3 separate regions of the Zea mays genome follow, and all the other regions are linked to region 3. A link is a contact called in public Hi-C data. All regions are on one chromosome and are shown on one strand. The core of a region is the stretch at or near the end of the contact, and the rest is flanking DNA. Distances in the headings are between cores, read along the strand shown. Region 1 holds the start of LOC103655152 (GRAS family protein RAM1). Region 2 has its middle 16 kb from the start of LOC103652935. Region 3 holds the start of LOC100279586 (putative IQ calmodulin-binding and BAG domain containing family protein).

Region 1 (4,249 bases), core at 1,115-3,614, 260 kb after region 3:
GCACGCGCAGCGACGCGGCGAGGGAGGCGAGGTGGCGCCCGGTCTCCCTGACGGCGGCCGCGGGGTGCCCGACGCCGGTGAGCCGCAGCGTCGGCGGGCCCCCCGGGCGCGCGGCCAGCGCCTGCAGGAACGCCGGCCACTGGTAGCCCTGCAGGATGTCGAGGTCGACGACGTGGACGCGGTCCTCGCCGTGGAAGGCCTCGAAGATGGCCTGGTTGGCGGTGAAGTGCGCGAACTTGATGTAGGGGCAGGCCTGGTACAGGATCTGGTACACCTTGAGCGTGTCCGGCGACGGGGGGAACGTGTAGGGCGCGACGCCGGCGCCGGCGCCGGCGCCGGCGGAGGAGGACGGGTTGTTGGAGGAGAGGCGGGCGGCTAGGGCGTCGGCGAAGTAGGAGGCGACGCGCTGCATGGAGTCGCCCAGCGGGGAGGCGACGCGGCGGAGGAGGTGCAGGTGGCGCAGCGCCGACGGCTGGTCCCCCTTGGAGACGAAGTCGGCGCACGCCAGCAGCAGGTGCACCAGCTGAAGGCCGCTGTCCTGCTCCTGCATGCATCATGAGTGGAGTACGTTAATAACTGCGCATCAAATTTGGACATCACACAAGAACTCTAAACTTGATCACAAAATAATAATTCGCAAAAAGAAATGCTCACGAAATATAACTGAAATACTCAAATTGTACTAGTCAACGCCAATTGCCGTCGCCGTCGCCGTCGCGTACGTAGACGACACGTGTTCATGAGAAGCAACACGGTGGTTTTGGACTGCGCTATTGTCACGTACGCACGTTCCGATATTAACGAGGACCCAAAAATATCATCGCATGCAGGGCTCTCTGCGCAGATTCCAACTAGAAGCATCAAGGCCGAGCTATAGCTTCAGACAAACAACAAGATATACGTACGGATGCATCGTCTTTCCTCTGGCTAGCTAGCTTCTACCGCCGTTTGCATGGCATGGCACTGTGACCATTTGGCCAATCCAGGAAGAAGCCTGATGCCATGTTTTTATTTTATTTTATTTTATTTTCTATGCATAATAAGGAACTCAAGGAAACATGCCATGTTTGGTACTTTGATATGCATGTCAAGTTCTTCCAACACAAGTAGCGTTTGCATGCATGCGTGCGTATGTATATATGGTTATTCAACGTGGGTTAGATATGGTAAATAAATAAATTACCTGTTCGTCAGCCTCTGTCTGGATGACTGAACCCAGCATGCTGTGCAGCGACGACTCAGCTGCCGCCCACTGGTGGTCGGACTTGGCCATCTGGTGCTGCAACGACGACGACGTCGTCGTCAAGCCGCCGCCGCCGCCGCCTGCGAACTGTCCTGCGTAGTACAAGTCAGACGGCAGGCCGACGCCCATCTGCAGCCCGCCGGCTGCCGCCTCCTCTCCGCCTACAAAAGCAGGCTCCGGCATGGCCAGGCACTCCGACAGCGTCGGCAGCTGGTGAGAAGAAGGCGAAGGAGCCACCCCCACCGTGGTGACCGCGGTGGAGCACCCACCGTTGTTGTTCACCATTATTCCGGGCGCCGCCTGCTGCTTCCCCGGCATCTGCTGCTGGTACCCGATGTAGCCTCCGTCCTTGTAGTCGTCCAGGAAGCAGGTGTCCATGGACGGCAAGTCGTTGTCGGCATGGCCGTAGGACGACGAGCACGAGAGAGACGACGGGCCGGTGCTCTGCTTGTTGCCGCTGTTGTTAATGTACCCCTTGTGCAGCGGGCTCTGCGACTTTCCCTTGCCGTGGTGGTTAGCAAGGCCGCCGTACAGCGGCTGGCCGGCGCCGCCGACACCTCCATCTGTTGGTCCATGCGCCGCGTAGCCGTGCTGGTGGCCGCCGCCGCTGGTGCTGAAGAGGTTGGGCGAGAAGGGCGATCTCCTGGAGGAAGAAGAGTCTCTGCGAGGCGAGGACACCATGTACTCCCTCTTGGGGGACGACGCCATCAAGTCCCTCATCGGTGAAGACATCATGTAGTCCCTCTTTGGGGAGGAGGACACCATGTAGTCCCTCTTGGGGGAGGAGACCATGAAGTCCCTCCTGCTAGGGCTTCCGGCCGCCATGAAGTCCCTCCTCGGAGACAGCATCAGGAAGTCGCCCCCCGCGGCGCCCATCTGCTCGGCGAAGAGCGACTCCCACATGGCGATGTCCGGCGACTGGATCTCCACGTCGATGTCCCCGTCGAACCTGAGCGCCTGTAGGCTGGCTAGGGCATCGTTGGCGTCGATATCGGCCGACACCGATGGCGCGACGATGTTCGACTCCGACACCGAGGCGGTGGGCGATGTCGGAGCTTGTTGTTGGTGCTGGAGTTTGGCGCCGGCGCCGGAGGTCGTGTCTACGCAGTTGAGCATCCCCATGCTTGAACACATGAGAGACCAGCCAATGGTCACCTAGCTAGATCTCACGGGATGCATATAACAAGAACACTCTCTGTATGGACAACAGCAGGGCTTAGGTTGGCATTGATACAGCTACAAATTAGTCACTACTACGAGTACGTTTAACCGGCCGGGTCTATGAGAGAAGGCGAATTGAAGGTGCGTGGGAAGGAGCTTGCAGTGTGTTTGGCGTCTCTTTAATTCGTCCATCTTGGTTGCAGGTGTCGTACTAGCTCCATGAATAGACGTCTATTCTTGGAGGCATTGCCTTGGCCTGTGGCTGTGCACAACATGTCAAAGTAGTTTTGGTCGGTTGCTCAGGTAATGTCTCTGCCAAATTCCCTACTGCTGGGTATTGTCCATTGGTCGAAGGCACCTGCCGACAAAGCGACGAGAAGCAGGTCTCAGTCTCACAAGAAACCAGGGTGTTCCAACGTACAAGGGACAAGGGACTCACTTTGGAGGAAACCCTGCTACGGGACGGGACATCGTCGGTAAAAAATATGAGCGAGACACACACACTTCCTATATATATGCACCACATATCTGTGAAGAGCTAGCTCGCTCTAAAGGAATCAATGCAAGTATATAAGTTCACAGTTAACTGAAAACACACGAAGAGAGCACACAAAGTAAACGATTTGCTACTAGAGAGGTGATCATCTAGACATGATCATCTGGGTGGTGATATGCATGCAGTACTGCTTCTACTTTCTTCCGATGTGGTCAGGAACTAGATGAAGCCTGTTTTAATCCTAAGTGTTGTAACTACTATTAGCATATAGCACATGCTAACGCTACGATTCCAGAAAAAGGAGGGCCTGTAGACAGCGCGAGGTGAGGGGTTAACAGCGGTGATGACAACGCAAGTGAGGGGGGCGGGGGAGGGGACACGATGGCGGAGGGAGAGGAGAGATTGGGAGGGTCATAGGGAAGGGAGGAGGGACGATCCAAATAATATTGTCCATTAAATTTGAGTAAGGGAGAAAAGGCTTTTCCAACTATCTGAATCATTAGTTTTGATGTTATGTTACGTCTAGGTGTAATTTATTTGATTGATTCAGGGGATGCCATAGGTGTAGGGCGTGATTAGGTTAGGTGAGTTTTGCAAACTTATGGATGATGGATTATATAGTGATGATGATGATATAGATGTAGGATTTAGTGCTTCGTACATAGTTGTTTTTTTTTTGACGTCACTGCTCTTTCATTAAACAATAAATTAGCACTACCAGAGCCCAATCTCACTGTGATACTAGTAATAAGTAATAGCAAAAGTAACACAAATAAAACTGCATCGGTATACATATGTACTGATAAACTAATCTTAATCCATCTAACATAGTGTATATATAATTAAGTGTTACACGCAATGGTTTGATGCTATTATTCCTTATAAAAACACATATTCTTTGAGAAACTTTGCTGGGACTCGTCCGTATATATATGTATGGGCATTGGCAACGCCGTCCGCCTACGCCTTGGATTTCCCAAAGGCCAAGAGTGGTTGGAGCTGTCCCCCCCTAGGAGGGGTTCTCTTGGGCGGAAGCATCCTAACCAGCTTAACTCCCTTGTGCTCTTCCAGGATGTCCCCTTTCTATAGCATAATCTATGTAGCAACATGGAATATTGCATACACATATCTCCTCTGGACTTTGTACGTATCCCATGCAGACGACAAAAAAAAGATGCATGCTATATATACGCATATCTCTCTCTACCTCTCTACAATAAAGGTGAGCTAAACTATATATTGTACAAAAATTCACCAATGCATGGGGAATTTTTTTCCTTATCATAATTTTGTTTATGGTACATAAGTAGAGGACAATAACGCAAATCCGATTCAGTTGGGGCCCATGG
Region 2 (4,034 bases), core at 169-2,668, 400 kb before region 3:
GCTTTGCTACAATATTGAATTGCATGTATTACCGCTGTTCAGAAGAATAGCATTTAGTTTTTATCCTATGACAAATTATTTTAATTTTAACTAAATTTATAGAAAAATATTATAAACATTTATGAAATCTATTATATACACTACTAAAATATGTTTCAAATTCATATAATAATACTTATATGGTAAAATAAATATAAATATTTTTTAGTAAACTTGATCAAAGTTAAGATAGTTTGGTATAAAATCAAATTAAAATATTAAGTTTCTAGGAGGTAGTTAACATCGAATAATTTAATCTAAAAGACAATGCAATAAAGATGGTAGCCAGTTCTCTTGTATTTCAACAAAACCTGATCATCTAAAATGTGACCCGAACCCGATTCGTTAACTCGAATTGTTTTATTTAAAAATTAGCGGGCAGCCTATTATGCATGTGTCCGGCAGAAAAATAGGCCTGACAGGTACCGTGGGTGCTAGTATATGCATGAAATTTCAACCCAAAATGAATCCAGGTTTATCTGTTCAATGGTACTGGTACCTTAAGGTCAGTGTCATATTTTAAAATATAAGACTTATCAATCTGTTAAAGCTGGACTAAACTTCTAGTTTTTTTTATTGTTAGGCACTAGCATGTGCATTTTCAAAGAAAACCCACTAGGACATAAACGGTGAGAACACGGGCTTTAAAATAGAAGAGAATAGCAAGTGACTAGGACTCGAGAGCAGGAAAAAAAATCTCTGAATACCAGATCACATTTATGGCCTGCAGATTTGTATCCGGTAGTGTCTAAGAGATTTTTTTTTCTTAGGGAGCACCGTCCACAAGTGCACACCAATAGTCAATTGGCAAGGTTTTGACTATTGGCAAGGTTTAGAAGGGTTTGGTAGCTTTAGGGGGTGTTTGATTGCTCCTGCTAAAGTTTAGCCCGGGTCACATCAATCGTTTGACTTTTAAATAGGAGTATGAAATATAGACCCAACCAACTGGACTAGATTCGTCTCGTCTTTTAATCTTCGGCTGACAAATTAGTTTTATAATCTGACTACATTTAATACCCGGAACGGAGGTTCAAACATTCGATGGGACAGGAGCTAAATTTTAGCGGGGTGTAACCAAACACCCCCTTAGTCACTCCGATAAACTTTAGGAGCTAAACTTTAGTTTCTGAAAATTTTGTTTGGAATACCTAATTTAGTCGTCCTATTTGGTAGTTTATGAACTAAAAGTGACTAGACTTTAGTCAGTAAATTATTGGTGTCATGGTGTGAACCAAAGAACCTCTTACCAAGCTTTCGCTGTAAGCTTCTTTTTTTTTCCCTTCATATTTGGTCAAAGGGTGAAGGATCGATCCATGGTATACTCCTACCAGAAAACAGTGTGATTTACGCCGACAGCGTGAAGAAACGTATCCTGATGCGTAAGCCCAAGTGGCCACCAACTGACTTATGTGCGGGGGAGGCCGAGCTGTCATGTTGGGCCGATTTCAGACCTACTAAAAGCTAGGAACTTTGAGCCTCGAATGAACTGAACTACAGTAATATAAATGGGAAAAAAGGGAGGAATATGATTATGATAACGTCGTCTAAATTAGGTACGCATGAATATGTTACTGCTAGTACAAAGGTAACTCGAGAAATTTGGAAAAACAAACGTGCTGCGATTGCGAAAAACGTCTAGGCGCACGTATGGCCGAAACTGGGCATGTATGTATGGTCGAAAAGATCGGGTCGGGTCCCCCCTTTCACCATCCCCCCGTCCCCGAGTAGGTAGGTGCCAGGGCGAGCCACTAGTCGCGACTCGCGCGGGCGGTAGGTGAAGCCAGATCCGCGCGGTACGCCGGTAGACCCTCCATTGCCGTGGGGCCCACGGGACACTGGCCTACCATACCACACCAGCGGGCAGCGGAAAGCCGCCCCCACCTACCGTGACGAGGACACAGACAGCCGCGCATGCATCTACAGATCTACTCGGCCCACCGCGGCCGTCGCCGTCGCCGTCGCGGTCGGCATCGAGACGTGCCGGATGCATCTGCTCCACGTGACAGCGGACTGACCACGCCCGCCCGTCGCCGTCCGGACGTGGCCGCTACCCGCCCGCTCCACCAACCGCTACTACTCCAGCCCAGACTGGGACTGGGCTGGGAGTGGGAGAAACTGCAACGGGGGCTGGCTTTCCGCGCGCGCGTTTGCGTTGCGTTGCGTCACGAGCGGGCGGGTGGTGGAGAGCAATAATGGTGGTCAGCAATTATGAGTTGGCAAGGTAGTGGAGGGCGTGTTGGAGTGGAGTGGAGTGGAGTGGAGCTACACCTGCTCTTCGGTGGCACTAGGAGAGTATAATAGGAGTATATGGTTCTGGACCAGAAAGCTTCGGCACCACCAAAATATCTGGTCCGGTTCCAACACGTGAATCATCACCCCGTCCTCAACTCATACCGTGTTTTGGCTGTTGGCGTTTGGCGGAGTAGTGCAGTTCGGCAGTTCGGGCAGAGGCCAGACCGCGCAGAGACAGCCGGCTATGGCTAAATGGATCGTGTCTAATAGATCTTGTTCGACTCACAGTCTATTTAGACCTTGTTCGTTTACGTCGGATTGCACCCGGAATCGTTCAAAGGCCCTGTTCGTTTGTATCGGATTGCACCCGGAATCGTTCCGTTTAAACAAAGTTTATATAAATTAGAGAAGAAATCCGGTTAGAAATCGTTCTGACCCACCAATCCGGTGGAAACGAACAAGCCCTAATCAAAGTTTATATAAATTAGAGAAGCAATCCGGCTAGGAATCGTTCCGACCCACCAATCCGGCACAAACGAACAAGGCCTTAGTAGTTTTGATGTCTGGTCTTGCACACATAGACGAGCGTGCGGTGAGTGCTCGATATGTTGTATCAAACTATGATAGATGCGATGACAAAGCTCGTCTCTGGATCTTCAATATGAGGAGACGAAGGACACAATATCGAAGTATATCGATACGGATCGTGAAGCCACCCACGACCAGTTGATACAACACTACTTTATGGCTCGTTTGGTAGAGCTCCGCTCTATGATTCTCTTGCTCCAAGATTTGATTCTTCAATGGAGTGATTCCAAATAATTCTCTAGTACAAGTGAATCTATTTGGCAAAAATTGTTTAGTAAAAATAGTGTGTGAAATGATTCTTTAGTGATTGGAGAGTGGGGAGCAGGTTGGGAGTGGCGGGAAGCAGGTTTTTTTGCTCCCACTCTCTAGTACAAATAGAGACTAGATTCACTCCGCTCCCACCAGGGAGCAATTCATTTTTTTACCGTTTGGCTACGTGGGAGTGATTCTCGCTGGGAGTGGAGCTGTGGGAGCTCTGCCAAACGCAACCTTAATGACCCGTGCTTTTGTCCTTTGCTCTACTTTTGTCAAATGTACCACATGCGAATAGGTCTCTTTCTTCAAACCCTATACAGGTTGGGTGAACATCCCCTAATTCACTCTTACAGTTGATGCACTCAACCACAATGGTTTCTAACCCCACCAAAAATACACTGCTGCAATGTGCATGCTAGCGTTTTGGACTCCATTGGTGAGTATATCAAAATGGAGAAAAACTCAGCCTTAGCTAGAGTGCCTCTGGCACTTCTATAGGGGTGTTATTTTGTGTTTTGGCGAGGAGTATAGTCGTCGTCCCACTTTTGATGATCTTAGGCAACTTTTAGATAAGGAAGTAAAGAGGGGATTTACTAATATGATAAGAAATATAGATTTCATGCATTAAACTGGAGGAACTATTTCATTAGATAGAGAGGATAATATAAAGGGGAAAATCAAATCTCGACAATCATGCTCGAGACGGTTGCCTCGCATGCTTTGTGTTTTTGGCATGTTTTTAGCAGGGTCGAACAACGAGTTAACATGCTCAATCAGCACTTCAACAGTCGTTATTCACTGACGTGCTTAAGGGAGAAAAGCTAAATGCGAACTTCACGGTAAATGGACATGAGTACCACCATATTGTGAGACCGACTCCAGCGCGCTCGCCTGGTGGGACCCGCTACAGAAATCGGGGC
Region 3 (4,109 bases), core at 120-2,619:
GGTGTAGCACCTATTGCTCCCCTTCCCATCCTTCTTCAGCTTCTTGCCCCGCCGGCGGCGGCGCTCGGCGTCCTCCACCCGCCGCACGGCGCGCTCAAGCGCGTCCACGCGCTCCGCCAGAGCCCCGATCACCGCGCACTGCTGCGCGTTCTGCTCGCACAGGGCCGCGACCATCTCCATAACCTTCCGAGTGTCCAGGGCGCTGTCGGCAGCTCCGGCCTCCCCTGTCGGCCTCATCACCTCGCTCGTCATCGGTGTCTGCGGGGGCGCCTCGGTGGAACCCGTCGCCGCAGTTGTAGGCTCCGCTTCATCCGCCACCATCTCCCATTCGCCCTCATTGGAGACTTCCGTCTGGTCGCCGTTAATGTGCCCGTCGTCCTGCTTATTTTCGGATTCCTTCACCGCTTCTGGCACCGCCTCGCTGTCAGCTTTGCCCCCGTCCACCTCCATATCGGCAACCGTCTCAGCCGCCGCATTCACCCCAACCCCGCCGCTGTGCTCAGCGGCGACCGGCATCTCCGTCGCCTCCGCGCTGTCGTCCACCATCTCGGACGTCACCTCAGACTCGTTCTCCTCCGCCACGACCTCCGAATCCGGCGCCGGCTTTGGTTCGAGGGCGTCAACAGCATCCTGCAGCGCGAGGACCCGCTTGGTGACCCTCTTCCGGTATTCCCGCGCGCCTCGCACCGCATCGAGCCGCAGCAGCATCTTCATCAGCGTCTCCCCGACGGCGATCCGCGCCCTCGCGTCCCCGCGCAGCGCCTCCGCCTCGCGCGCAACCTTCTCTCCGACCTCCGCCGCCTCACGCTCCACCTCACGAACAGCACGCACCGACTTCCTCGCCATGAACCCGCGCGCAGCGGCCTGCAGCCTAATCGCCGCCGCCTCCGACGACGGCGCCCGCTTCCTCAGCACCGCCGCCTGTGGCATCCTGGCCGCCCCGCGCACCGGCTCCGGATCGGAACCGACGAAGCGGACGGGAACGGAGACCGACCTCGAAGACTCGACCCTGGGCCGCGGGTCCACCTTCACCGCCTCCGGCGCGGCTTCTGCGGCGGCCGGGAAGAACCCGCCGACGCCGCGGGACGGAGCGGGGTGCTGGTACCGGTAATAGGGGTAGGCGTAGTGGTACGGGGAGGTGTAGTAGTAGTCGTAGGGGTCGTCGTAGAAGAAACGGCGAGACGCCATTGCTGCTGGTGCGTTGGGCTTTTGTTGGAGCTGCTATTCCAGTTGCTCTGTGATTGATGGTGTGATGGTAGGGGATGTTGTCGCGGTGCCTATATACGACGAGTGCGAAAGTTCGAGAAGGCTTTGGTCGTCTTCGGAATGTTCCGGAGCTTCGAATTGCTTGAGCACTGGGACGAGTTTTGTGGTTCGGGAGGGTTCTGGAAACGTGGGGAAAGGAGGGGTCAACGACTCTGGTGACGCGTGGGCCCATGTTTGTCATGGTCGTCAGTAGTGACCACATAGGTGTTAGCTGATATGGATTTCCTTTATATAGATATTCGTATTTGTATTTCATTTTAATATAAGTATGTCTAAATTTGATTTCTAGTACTTTTCTTTTTCAAGTTCTAAATTCGTATTTGGTAAAACCGGCATATATCCAATAATTTTAGCATGCGTGAATTTCGATAAAACCATTTAAAACTTATTTTTATCACTAATTATTATTTATAGATGAATATAATTTAAATAATGTATCCACATTTTAAAATGTTAAAATATATTTATATGATAAATAAATAACCATGTTAATCTTATATTTATATTACTAGTGATATTGACATGGTTTTATAACACATAATTCATGTCTCAGTTAGTCCACGACTCAATCCGAGACGCTACTTATTGACAATCACTCATTATGAACCAACCATAAGGGACAAATCAACCTTGTGTTCGCCAACCTGCATAGGGCAACAACCAACCATGCCATCAGAACCGAGAAAAGGAGCGAAGCTGATCCAAGCTACCCCAATCGACATATATCACTCTGACAAGAGCGATGGATTACCCAAGGAGGAGCGGGAATGGGAGATGAGATTGCAGGGTTGGAAGAATACATACCTAGATCTAGATCACGTCGCAGAGAGGCTACGCGGCGGAGTTGGTATGGAACATGTGAGACGACGAGGTGGCAGATCGGATAGGCAAGGTGATGGCACATGTGGGACCGTGGAACCCTAGAGAGTGGAGAGGCGTGCAGGTTGATCAGAACTGATGAGGAAGGGTGAGACGGGCATGAGCACACACCTACCGAGGATGTCGTGGACGATGACGAGGAGGTGGTCCGGTGCGTGGGAGGAGACTACATCGGTAGAGATGTCGATGATGCCAGAAACGGATTACTCAGCATGATCTAGTGTCGAGCGGTCGTTGCCATTGCACATGTTCGCCGGCAGTCGCGGGGTCAGAGCCGATGGGGACATGATGAAATGGCACTAGGGAGCCCTGGGCATGCCGTGGAAAACTAGAACGTGCATCGACGTTGAGCGAGCGAGTCTGCGTGGACTGGATTCCCACTTAATGATGGTCGCCTTCATGTTCGTGGCGATCTTTTTGGCGTACCAAGAAGAACCATCACACAACTACTGACCCACTCGAAAAAACACTAGGGATGAAAGAGCCGATGACAAGGGCGAATTGAAGAACGCACGGTGATGGCTATGCCATCGTCGATGTGGATGAGCACAACGTAGAGTGCGGGCGACTTTCTCTGACTGGACAATAGATCCACGTTTCCTATGAAGAGAAAACATGATATGGATTTGCTGGCTTCTTTACTAACTCCAATGCTTCTAGCCCTCATACTCACATAGCTTGACCGATTTCTCGCCCTCATTCAAGGATGACTCAAATGCAAGAAGGGGAGGATGATGAGGACATCCACACCACTGATATATCCATGTCAATATAAGTACCAATTTATGTCCCATTACTCACACTCATGTTTGTCAACTCAACCATTAGGTGAATACACTCTTGAGTTCATGTCCATCATATTTAGACCATGGAGACCCGTCCACTCTTGTTTTGCTTAGGAACCAGGGAGAAGACCGAAAGGGAAAAGGATTTGAGCAAGCTAGATTCGAACCGCAGAAGAACACCAACTTGTGACGGTCACCACGGTCACATGCAGACTTCGATTTGGAAGGTCATGTACTACATGGAAAGCTTATCAAGTCTACTTTCATATGGATCTAGAATTATAGTCATATCTTTTCTAAGGCCGACGCAATCATTGTTTCCTTATCAAGAGCTTTCCTGCCTTTTCTGCTATGGTGTTGTGTCACCCTATTTTGCCCCAATGGGTCGTGTATCAAGTTGGATCCATTAGGGACGCATCCTAGTGTTGCAGCATGACCCCAATACCCTTGTGGCCATCCTCCTATGTTTATAAACGCCCTAGCCGTCACCAAGAACAACGGGTTTTGTTTAGATCAAGTTTAGCTCTCGCTACTTGCTTGTAAGCGCGCGTGCTGTCGCCCGTCTTCTTGTCTTCGGAACCCCACCTTATTGGAGATTGGGTCTAAAACCTACGTTTACATCCGGTAATTCAGTACTTGTTCTTGCTAGTTCTTCGATTGCTTGTAGGGCGAGTGCCCTAGTAGCTGGGATGTTGTGCTCCACAAGATCGTGACAACCATAGGAGTTGGTGTGTCAGCTGCTAAGGCACAACCTCCTCGAAAGGCTATAGTCGGGCCGTGAACGTCGTCTCCTCCACCAATCGAGTTGTTCCACACCCTCTCATCGAAAGATTGGGAATTCACCTAACGGGTGCACATCACCCACTCATGTGCAGCTAGAGAGAGAGTCACATATGTGAAAATAATTTGTGGAGGCACAAATTAAGCCTCTGCACGGATTCGAACTCGAGACCTCTGCCTCTGATACCATGTTAGAGTGGACAAGCTTATCAGTTCAACCCAAGAGTTAAGCTGTTGGGAGAAGGTAGGCAATCCACTATACACTTTAACAACATATTCCATATGTGTCCCCCATGTCCTAGACATGTGTCTCATCGGTCGGCAACCGCATCGACGACATGATCCATTCTATCATGTCCTTGCGCCCGTCATTGTCCCCAGGTTTCAGCCACCATGTTT

Evidence for each region. A called contact is a pair of places that touch in the nucleus more often than the background predicts.
Region 1: a Hi-C map of tassel shows a contact between it and region 3, with 1.6 times the contacts expected there. The contact joins the promoter of LOC103655152 here to the promoter of LOC100279586 in region 3. A contact is called at or near these places in 2 of 25 Hi-C or Micro-C datasets (ear and tassel).
Region 2: a contact with region 3 is called in a Hi-C map of bundle sheath, with 2.7 times the contacts expected there. The contact joins the enhancer-like site here to the promoter of LOC100279586 in region 3. A contact is called at or near these places in 3 of 25 Hi-C or Micro-C datasets (bundle sheath, ear and leaf).

What each region holds. Positions count from the first base shown.
Region 1 is chr4:23,288,312-23,292,560 of Zm-B73-REFERENCE-NAM-5.0, forward strand. LOC103655152 (GRAS family protein RAM1) reads right to left here and starts at 2,365. Exons shown (of 3, transcript XM_008681950.2): 1 at 1,184-2,365; 2 at 1-544. The coding sequence starts at 2,365.
Region 2 is chr4:22,620,948-22,624,981 of Zm-B73-REFERENCE-NAM-5.0, forward strand. No RefSeq gene overlaps it. Among protein-coding and RNA genes, the nearest start is that of LOC103652935, 16 kb to the right of the region's middle. Within about 2 kb of position 1,419, at least 19 of the 20 cell types and tissues checked have an H3K27ac peak or open chromatin away from gene starts, as enhancers often do. A contact at or near this core is called in bundle sheath, ear and leaf, where this site is marked.
Region 3 is chr4:23,025,901-23,030,009 of Zm-B73-REFERENCE-NAM-5.0, forward strand. It overlaps LOC100279586 (putative IQ calmodulin-binding and BAG domain containing family protein), which reads right to left and starts at 1,370. Exons shown (of 1, transcript NM_001152583.2): 1 at 1-1,370. The coding sequence starts at 1,188.